Linked DNA regions of Hordeum vulgare: region 1 is linked to region 2. The links are chromatin contacts, called in public Hi-C maps. All regions are on one chromosome and are shown on one strand. The core of a region is the stretch at or near the end of the contact, and the rest is flanking DNA. Distances in the headings are between cores, read along the strand shown.

Evidence for each region. A called contact is a pair of places that touch in the nucleus more often than the background predicts.
Region 1: a contact with region 2 is called in a Hi-C map of leaf, with 2.1 times the contacts expected there. The contact joins the promoter of LOC123408874 here to the enhancer-like site in region 2. A contact is called at or near these places in 2 of 6 Hi-C or Micro-C datasets (leaf and seedling).

Annotation. Positions count from the first base shown.
Region 1 is chr7H:526,742,028-526,747,744 of MorexV3_pseudomolecules_assembly, forward strand. It overlaps LOC123408874 (thiamine thiazole synthase 2, chloroplastic), which reads left to right and starts at 2,302. Exons shown (of 2, transcript XM_045101909.1): 1 at 2,302-3,250; 2 at 3,395-3,816. The coding sequence starts at 2,366. The coding sequence ends at 3,565.
Region 2 is chr7H:526,398,965-526,404,311 of MorexV3_pseudomolecules_assembly, forward strand. No RefSeq gene overlaps it. Among protein-coding and RNA genes, the nearest start is that of LOC123412363, 88 kb to the left of the region's middle. Within about 2 kb of position 3,672, at least 2 of the 3 cell types and tissues checked have open chromatin away from gene starts, as enhancers often do. A contact at or near this core is called in leaf, where this site is marked.

The DNA.
Region 1 (5,717 bases), core at 1,052-3,551, 340 kb after region 2:
AACCACAAGCTTCTCACACACTTCTAGGTGGGCACATCTAGCACCAAGTTCTGTAGCAAGCCTGCTCCATTCAGAGCAGCGAATGGTGGCAGGTGCTTGCGAGGAATGATGGCAGTTCACTACAAATTTCTACGTCTGAACACTAACCCTAGCTGGACCATGGCGAGCGACGATCTTGACGGCGGCGACAAACTGGTGCCATAGTTAGAGGACTTACCAGACTGTTGACTGATTCGCCGTCCCAAAATGAGGTTGGCAGATCGTTCGAGTAGACCATGGCGAGAGACGACCTTGACGGCGGCGGTGAGCTGGGAGCACAGGGAAGGGGACACACGCGAGAGTTCTCCCCGAGAGAATTAAGTGCAGGTGGGGGGGAGTGCGGGTGAAATTGAGAGAATAGCAGGGGTTTTCTACAAAAGTGCGGGCCAGGACCGGTCCAGCCACCTGGTTGCCAATTGGCACATTGGGATTGGCCCAGGACTAAAATGTCACATGTAGTGCAAGCTATGGGATGGCTGGGTCAACTTTTGCAAGTTTTGGACCAAATAATCACATTGTGAGCAAGTTGTAGGACTTGGGGTGCTTTTAACTCCTATATTAGTGCCCCATAGTTCATTACCTTGTGGAGTATACGGTCCTAGTAACCTGATTGCTTAAGTCATGTACTAAATAACATCACTGTTGATCTCATGTCCTAGGATGATGTCATTGTTGACTTCACAGTAAAATAACAAAAATGACTTGCCAACTTACTCCTTCTGATAGGGTTTGATCCACGACAACAACCAAAACAATTAGGTAATTGTTGTGAACACAGCATACTCGGATGATTAGGTTCCTTATGGTGGAGCGAACCCACCGGGGTTCAAGTCCTAGACTTGACATTAATTGTTGCATTTTTCTGGATTTATTTTAAACCTTCTGATAACGTGTGTTTATTGGGAGAAGACGTTCCCGTCAACTCCTAAGTTGTTTGTGACGACTTCGTCATTCTCAAGATGATGTGTCATCTCAGTGTCTCGGAGATGTTCATAGAGGTACATGTGAGTGTATGTGCCTATGTATGAGCATCTAGGTTTGTACGGTGTTAAAAACTGAAATCCATAAAACCTAGCTAATTGCTCGTGCATTGCAATGGGGTCATACATATTCTAGTGGTTCAACATTATTTGTATATGGCATATGCCTTACACCTATCATATTCTTGATTTTGGTAAGATCTAATTTTATTTGAGTATGGCTAGATGAATACACAAAAACTTTTTGATTTAGTTTAGATTTGCGTAAGATTTGATTTGATTTGGGTATTCATAGGGGAAAGAAAGGAAAGTTTTGATTTAGTTGTGATTTCAGAAAGATTTGATTTGATTGAGTGAGCTATTGCATGACGTGATTTTAGAAAATTCTTGATTTGGTTTAAGATTATTCTAGGTTACTCTATTTATGTTAGTTTTATTTTTGTTCAACATTGGTTGAGAGTACAAAAAATCATGAGAAAACCAAGGAGATAGTGGGGGTGTGGGAGGAAAAAAATCGAGGGGGGTGGGGAGAAAACGGGGCCAATTTCCCTTTATAATGTACTGAATGACATCACTGCTGATCTCATGTCCTAGGATGGTGTCATTGCTGACTTCAGTGCAAAAAAAAAAACAAAAATGAGTTATCGGCTTACTTCTTTTGAAAGGGTTTAACTCCACGATAACAACCAAAACAAGTTAATTAATCGTGCATTGTAACGAAAACATGTCAACACTAATTATATGTGACATATGCTTTACATCCATCAATTTACGAGATTTAATTTGATTTGAGTACGAGAACGCAATAAAAAAAGTTTTAAATTTAGTTGAGGTTTGATAAGATTTGGTTTGATTTGGGTACCATACAGAAAAGAAAGATTTTTTTTAATCTAGTTGTGATCCGGAGAAGATTTGATTTGGTTTGGTTGAGTTAATGTTGGATGTTATTCGAAAAATGTATCGATTTGGTTTAGGTTATGTTACTCTATTTATATTAGTTTTATGCGGTATCGGTTGAGGGTAAAATTCAACTGAAAACCAAGAAGAAAGAGGATGGGTGGAAAGGAAAAAACCGAGCAAGAAGGCGAGCCAAAGGAACCAGCTCTCATTTTTGATACGGTAGTACTAGTAGAGATTGACAGAGGATCCCAGGTGCTCCACAAAAATATCCCGAATGAGTCCAAAGTCTGTGACATGCTCAGATCTGGCAGCACGTACCCACAATCTGCAGATATTTCGCCTCTCCTCCTCTTCTTATACCCTGCCACTCACACTCCCCCTTATCATCAGTCTCCGGTCTCCACCCATCTCAGCAAAAAAGAAGCTAGCACAGCTCCACACACACCATGGCAGCCATGGCCACCACCGCCTCCAGCCTCCTCAAGAGCTCCTTCTCCGGCGTCCGCCTCCCGGCGGCGGCCCGCACCCCGTCCTGCGTTGCCACCCCGCGCGCCGGCGCCATCTGCAACTCAATCTCCTCCTCCACTCCTCCCTATGACCTCAACGCCTTCAAGTTCAGCCCCATCAAGGAGTCCATCGTATCCCGCGAGATGACCCGCCGCTACATGACCGACATGATCACCTACGCCGACACCGACGTCGTCATCGTCGGCGCCGGGTCCGCGGGGCTGTCCTGCGCGTACGAGCTCTCCAAGGACCCCTCCATCAGCATCGCCATCATCGAGCAGTCCGTGTCCCCCGGCGGCGGCGCGTGGCTCGGCGGACAGCTCTTCTCCGCCATGGTCGTGCGCAAGCCGGCGCACCTCTTCCTCGACGAGCTCAACATCGAGTACGACGAGCAGGAGGACTACGTCGTCATCAAGCACGCCGCGCTCTTCACCTCCACCATCATGAGCCGCCTCCTCGCGCGCCCCAACGTCAAGCTCTTCAACGCCGTCGCCGTGGAGGACCTCATCGTCAAGGAGAACCGCGTCGCCGGAGTCGTCACCAACTGGGCGCTCGTCTCCATGAACCACGACACACAGTCCTGCATGGACCCCAACGTCATGGAGGCCAAGGTCGTGGTGAGCTCCTGCGGCCACGACGGGCCCTTCGGCGCCACCGGGGTCAAGCGGCTCCAGGACATCGGCATGATCCAGGCGGTGCCCGGGATGAAGGCGCTTGACATGAACACGGCCGAGGACGCCATCGTGCGCCTCACCCGCGAGGTCGTCCCGGGCATGATTGTCACCGGCATGGAGGTCGCCGAGATCGACGGTGCCCCGAGAATGGTACTCCTAAATTTTGCTTTTATAATTTATACTGTACACGACACGAGTCTCCTTCTTAGAAGAAGAAGAAAGAAGACGAATCACTCACGACTTGTGGACTGACCGGATTAATTTCTGTTGTCTTGTGGTGGCGGTTGGTTATAGGGCCCGACCTTCGGCGCCATGATGATCTCCGGCCAGAAGGCGGCGCACCTGGCGCTCAAGGCCCTCGGCCGGCCGAACGGCATCGACGGGACGCTCAAGAACGTTACCCCGGCGCTGCACCCGGAGATGATCCTGGCGGCGTCCAACAACGCCGACATCGTCGACGCCTAAGCAACGAGCTGGTGTTTGGGGGCAACAAATCAATAAGATGGTTCGGTGAAACAGAGGATGCTTAGGGACGAGGGCTTGCCTATGTGATTTGTCAGACTCGTGTTTAATTCCGATGTTATCTTTAGTTTTCTTATGTTAGTGTATTTTGTTCATGTCACTGCCCGCCATGTGCTCTGCTCTGCTCTGCCCCATGTCAGCTCCATGGATGATGAGTCCTTCTGTAACAAGAGGGAATAAAAAGGTTGAATCTATGACCCTGATTGGATACTTAGCTCGGTTACAGGTTAAAGTTAGATTTTAATCCTGAATTAATTTTAAACTAACTTTAACTAAAAAAGTGTTTGAATGGCAGGGTTAGATTATCAATAATTGTATTTTTTTTCTAATCATTCGACCCCTTTAACTAGGATTTGGTGCGGTGGAGATGGAGGAAAAATAACTTTTTCTAAATCCCAGCTAACTCTAATTCAAATAAACACCTATTGGGTGGGTTAGTTCTTTTAATGAATTAGATGCATCTAACCAATTTTAAACCTTTTGTTTGAATGTTTTAAGATTAGTCCAATCTAATTTACTAACTTTAATTCTAACTCATTGATTCAAACAGGGCCTATATTATTGTGTGAACTATGTTTACTTCATGGAAGGATCGAGTTTTCCCTTTTCAGCTTCCCGTGAGCGGTGACACATGAATCAACAACCAATGTACAGACAAATATGTACCTGTAAAATGAGTTGTTGATTAACAACCCACACACACCTGTAAAATGAGTAGTCATTAAAAGTGAGTTGCGGGTTACACATGAATCAACAACTCACACCTGCATTTTTACATATACTACTCATATACTCGTGGGTTGGGATTATGAGTAGTCATTAATCATGGGCAATAAAAGTGACAGCTGTTCCCGTAAAATCCGATCAACGATTATGTGGTGATTAATTAGTAGTCATTAATTGCTATCATTAAAAGTGCCAACTGTAAAATCAGACCCATTAGGCTGGCCATAGTGGGAGTAACTTAAGTGGTAACATATACTTGGGATTAGCAAACATGCTGATGTGGCAGATAATTAAAGAAGAGAGAGAGGGTTAGAGTAACATAGGTAGATACCATAGCATGTTAAATGTTATGCTACTATGTGTCATGCATCCCAATAAATGAGGTCATCTATGATACTAGTTTATGATACTATGCATTATAGAGGTAGTATCATACAATAGTATCATATGCATGATACTACTCCCTCCGTCTCGGTGCATTAGGCATTTTAGGAGGTGCACTGCAACCTAGGCACGCATAGATTGGGTAGGAGAAGAAAATTAAATTGCAGAGGAAGCCAATCACATCATTCCTTTCTCAACTGAAAACGTGCTATTAATTAGAATACCTCTTGAAATCCAAAAAGTGTGCCGCATAAATTACATGCATTGGTCCTTCAATTAATAGATGTGGTCTAATTAATATGCATGCAACTAGTACTACTCTAATGTGCCTTAGTGTTTTGGGATTATTTGATTTTCGTAAGATACCTAATGCACCGAGACGGAGGAAGTACTATATGATACTTCCCACTATGACCAGCCTTAGCACAATGGCTCATTGCAGCCGTGCAATCACAATATAGATACGGAATTCGTTACAGGTGTTTCCTCCTACTGTTGTACTACTACAAGAATATGAAGATCTGAGGCCCGCCACTCGGTTCTGTTTTTTTTAAGTTAGCAGGAGAGCTGCTAAGATTCCATTACAGAAGAAGAAGCCCGATGGCTGAAACTGCTCGGTTTAATAAAGGAAAACCGGACGAAAACCTGTAGAAAGGACATACAACACCTAGCTAAACTAGGTCTAAAGCACTACATGACATACACAAGCGGCAAAAAACCAAACAAACAGCAGGAACATCAGCGATACAAGCGGCGTCATCGTACATCACCAACCGCGCTCACGGCCCGACGACTTCGACTTCGCTGCAACATCACACAAAGGCACCAAGCTATCACATCGATCATGGCGGCCACAAGCATGTTGAACAGCTTTGTCAACACCGGAGAGAGAAGACATATCCGTAGAGGAGCAGACATGTGCCGCTCCGGTAGTAAGAGGACGCCAACATGACTTGCTTGACGTTGATTGCATGCCAAGAGTGCT
Region 2 (5,347 bases), core at 2,422-4,921:
CACCTGGCTTTCAGTCTATGACATGTAGGACAATCCCACATGTCATAGAGCCAAATGCACGTGCAGTTACGACACTGAAGTAGCGTCTATATTGTAGATGTCTCTTGGGGGTTTCAGAAACTATCCAGAGTAGAGTGGTTAGAGCACTATTGGAGAAATGGCTAGCCACAATTTTTATTGGTGGCGCTCCATTTCCTCCAACGCCATCACTAATATTTTTAGATAGTGTTGGCGTTGGCAAAATTTGTACGTCATTACTATACACATAGTGGTGGAGTTGTAATTTTGGCTAATGCCATAGGTAATTTCAAGTTTTTTTGTTTGGTGCAGATAGTGCTGGCGTAACCCATTAGGCCCATGCGAGCACTAGCCCGTTTTAATTTCCCTACCCACAATCTTATCCAATCGATTCACTCGTCTCACCCTCATCTCCCCCTTCTCAGCTCCACTCGTACCCCTCATTCCGAGTCCTCTCGATCCCACACGCCGCCCGATGCTGCCCGACTACGCCCGACGCCATCACCGCTCTCCGCGCCACCAACCTCGGGGTACCTGAACGCCCCTCCCCGTCCCCCACCCGCTAACATATTTCTATTAGGGGTCCATCCTAATGTTGATAGGTATCCATCCTAATGTAATTCTTAGGGGTCCATTGTAATATTCATGCTCTAAGAGGCAAAATGTTCGATATGTTCATTCATGTTATTATAATAGTTGCAAAGTGAAAATGTTATTAAAAATTATCATATTTCAAAAATGCTCTAAGATACTGGTTAATAGAAAAGGCAACCAGTTAATAGAAGAAGGAGCAAATGTGAAAGTGCTACTTGTAAACTATGATGGGATTTCCCCCGAAGAGGAGGGGAGATGCATCATAGTAGAAATAAGTTTTTTCCCTCAGTGAGAACCAAGATTATGGAACCAATAGGAGGACCACACAAATGCCCGTCTTTAGCGCCAACACACAAAAGAGCACACGCTTGCATCCAATGCGGGCAAGAGGGTTGTCCCTCCCCTTGAACTCATTACTTGCGAGCGATAAATAGTGATAGATAGATAATATAAATGCAAAATAAAATAAAGGTAAATAAATTGCAGATTTTTTTAGTGTTTTTGGAATTTAATTTGTGAAGATCCAGGGCCATAGTTTTAGTTAGAGGTTTCTATCTCGTAGAAAGCATACATTGGATAAACAAATTAATATTGGGCATACTTAGTTAGAGGTTCGACAGTCTTACTTATCAAAACGACTGCGATTGATCCCTATACTTGTGGGTCATCACCACGCCAACATTATTTTTTAACAACGACGTCATATTGGTCGCGTCGGGTGTCTACGCGAGTAAGGCCATTTTTGCCATGCCATAGCTAGGTTTTTCTGTACTAGAGGATGAGAACTGTTCAAAGTGGTCTGGTTTTCGGGTAAAATTGGATGCATGAATCTCAAGAAAATGGATGGAGATTGTGGTCTTCCGTGTTGTTCTGGTTGTTATCTTCACGTTATTTCTCTCTAATCAATAAACATAAAACTCTCTCGGGGGAGGAAACGCGGTTCCGGGTGCCTGCTTTTTTATGTTGGCTTCCAACCTTTAAAATTGTATATCTTTTAAATGAGAATTCCAAATTAAGCTCTGTTTACATATTCGTGTTTCTCTTAACCACCGCTTTCAAATAAGATTTATTTTGAATATATTTTGATGACTTATAAATGATAGGTTAAGTTTCAATGTTGAAACTTAGTATGAGCGACCGGATAAAATTAATTATTTTGTGTCTACAACCGACAGAAAAAATAGCTTGAAACTATATTTGTGAAAGTGGTTGAAACTTGACAGTTTTAGATGCAAAAACCGTAAGTTTCATTGTTGAGAGTTAAAACTTTTTGAGGGATTTTCCTTTTTATTTTTCCCTCGTGCGGGATTGAACTACCATGGAGATCACGAGGCAAAACAAACGGGCGGCAAGACTTGACATGTGAGTGTCCCCGCACTCACGTGCCCCTGCACATTTGTGAACTCTCTCGGCAAGAAGTACCAAAACATAACAAGTTGAACGTTCTCTTGCTATATATTTACCTTTTTCTTGTTGGTTGCATCATTTGGTGCAACAACATTTGCAAAATAAGAGCTTCTGTAACTGGACGTCTCATATTCGTTCCAATCGCCTAGTCATTGAACGGACGCAAAATGACCACAAAACCGGACCCGTTAAATCTGGCTCAAATGCGTGGACTGGCCGACACTCCCTTTATCTAACCCACATCTGGGCGGATATGAGACGTTCAGAAGCATCCGGACATGCCCGTCATGTAGGACCAGATCCACCTGACCACACATAAATTAGACCCTCTCCGCACTCCGCATGAAAGCCTATCCTCATTGCACTCCACTCCACTCGACTCCACTCCCCTCTGTCCAAAAGCTCTCGTCCTGCGTTCTTCGACATTCTCTGGCATAATGGGCAGCGGATCCGAGTCCTAAACCTCTTAATTCATTGACCCAAAACTTGTCCGAGATGGCCTTGAGGAGGAGATGGCCATCTGCCTTGCGCTCCATCGCTCCCGGGAGGAGTCTGCCCAACGACAACGCTGAGACTGCATTTGACGGGAATCCCTTGCGTCCGCCCAAATGACGCATGGATCCGGAACCACGACAGTCCATGCTGCCTCATCGGAGGTGCTGCGGTACATCCGGCGTCCAAACGTCGTGGCGGATGCGCAACCCCTCCCTTGGCGCGCTGAATTGGAGATGCACACACACTTCACGTCCAACGCAAATATGGTGCGGCATGTCCGATATGGAAGCACGGATATCGACAAAGAAGAGTAGGGCATGAGAGACGGCTGCGTCGCAAGTCCCGTGAGCTGATGTGTGTCCCATGTTCTACTCGATCTGTCTGACGATCACGTCAACACTCCGAGGAGCGCACTGGCCACCGGACATGGACATGGCCGGGACAACAAGAACGGTCGCTGGTGTAAATTTATAGTTTTAGGGTACATGTAATGTAATCATATGGATTTGATGATTTCTAAATAAGGTATCCGTTTGTGGAAATATTTTTTTATGTGCTGACCAGTCATTGTTGGACGTTCACGGGGAGGAGGGGGGAGGATTTTGTGAGTGGTTGTAGATGGGCAGAATAGAACGTACGTTGTCTTGTACTGCAACCGATTGGCATGCATGTCAGCATGTACATTACTCCGTACTAGGCTATTGGAATCAAGTAGACAACGTGCTAGCTGGTCTCCAAGCTCCACTAGATAGGAAAATCATTTTTTTGGGGTAAAGTATAGCTTTATTACGCGGACAAGTTGGGCAATTCGCCCATTTCAACAACAGCGACCTGTTCAGCTACATCATCTTCCCATAGGAAGGCCCCATTGGCATTACATTGGTAGCCCAACTTCCCCAGCTGATTACACACCCGAATATCACACTTGGAGAACCACAGACGCCGCTGCACCTGCAGGTCTCCACTCTCCACGAAACGACGGAGATACGTTATATACTCGTACATCATTCTACATGGAACACTATTATTACTCACGAAATATCTGGGCCACAAATCATGGCGCCGTGACCACAAATCTCCCTATGGGGCCGTCGAATCACGAGCCATGCAAAGGGAACGACAATTATTGGCGCGACCCTCATATCTAGCTTCAAGCTAGCTAGAAATGGAAGAGATGAAATGGACGGGTGAACCATGCGTGTATGTCTGGTACTTAGGAAGAGCATCTTCTTCCCACCAGTCACCACTAAATTGGCAAGAAGTATCTTGGGCATCGGATGGCCACACATTTTCGACTGGCCAAGATACATGTGATTGCAACACACAAGCACTGAAAATATGTTGCCAACCACACTATGGTCCTGTTTCTTTGGGTTTTTTACTTCTGCTTTTGCAGCCTTTTCATTTTGACCAAAAAAACAAGAAAATTTATAAATTAGAGCTTTTATGACTTTTGAAACTAAATACTGTTATATTGATTCATAAGCAAAAGCTGAAGCAAAAAACACCTATTTAGGAGTTTTTATGGATTTTTGATCAAAGTAAAAAGCTGCAAAAGTAGAAGCAAAAGTTCAACCAAATAAGGCATATGACACTACACTACCTTGAGATTTGGTGTCATACAAGCCGAAAATTCGCAAGGGACACAAGTTAGGGGGCACACACATGCTTAGCCTTGTCGGGCCGCACGATTGCTCCGTGATCTGAAAACTTGTTTGACTCCTTACATGATTTTAAGTTTTATTTTCTCAAACTTAGTGAATTTGTCTTTTGTTTGTGTTAAGTTTCAGACATACTTTATGAAGTTTCTAAAACTCTTAAAATGTATTCAAAAGTGGTTTTATTTCAAATCCCTCGTTACAAGGAACATGAATATGCAAACAAAACTTAAATATAAATTTTGGTTCAAAAGATATAACAGATACAAATGTGAAAACCAAAAGATAATTGAGGTCGATGTGTCCATGCATGCATGCCATAAATCGCCTCCCTCATACAATCCCCAAACCTCATAATCAATTTTAACTTCTCAAATTTTGAGGAGTTGATTTTTTATTCTTCCAACACCCTTCCCTTATGCTAAACTAACAACACAATTGGACCCCATATGAAACTCTCCCACATCTTGTTCTTCCCTCCTTTCTCAAAAGGCCCCTCCGGCCACAACCCTCGCCCACATCGTGTCACCAACGTCTGCTAGAGCCCTTTCTCGCAACATGCCCGTACATCACAACCACCCACCCACCCCCGCGTATCCAGTCTCCTCATCGTCCCACCGGTGAGACGCCTAAGGCCATCCACCGCCTAGAGGAAGCGCTCGGCCTATCCGATCCACACCGTCGCCTGGAACCATGACATCTCGTCCTCCTCACCCCCGCGAGCGCGGACACCTTGGAGTCTCATTGAGTTAGTGATGACCCACAAGTACAGGGGATCAATCGTAGTCCTTTCGATAAGTAAGATTGTCGAACCCAAGAAGGAGTAGAAGGAAATGATAACCATTTTCAGCAAGGTATTCTCTGCAAGTGCTGTGAGTAACAATGATAAATAGTTTTGTAGCAAGATAATTCATAACAAGTGACAAGTAAAAATAGTAGGAAGTGTGCAGCAAGAGATCACAATCCTTTTTATAGAAAAGGACACGCCTGAAAGTACTCTTATATGAAGCAAACACTCCCAAGGACATGGGAATTTCCGTCTAGTTATGTTCATCATGTTGAGTTGATTCGTGTTTGTTACTTTCATAATTAGATATATGGTTGGGCCGGTGGTAAGGTGATGTTATTACTTGAACAAACAACCCACTTATGATTAACCCCTCTCTCAAGCACCC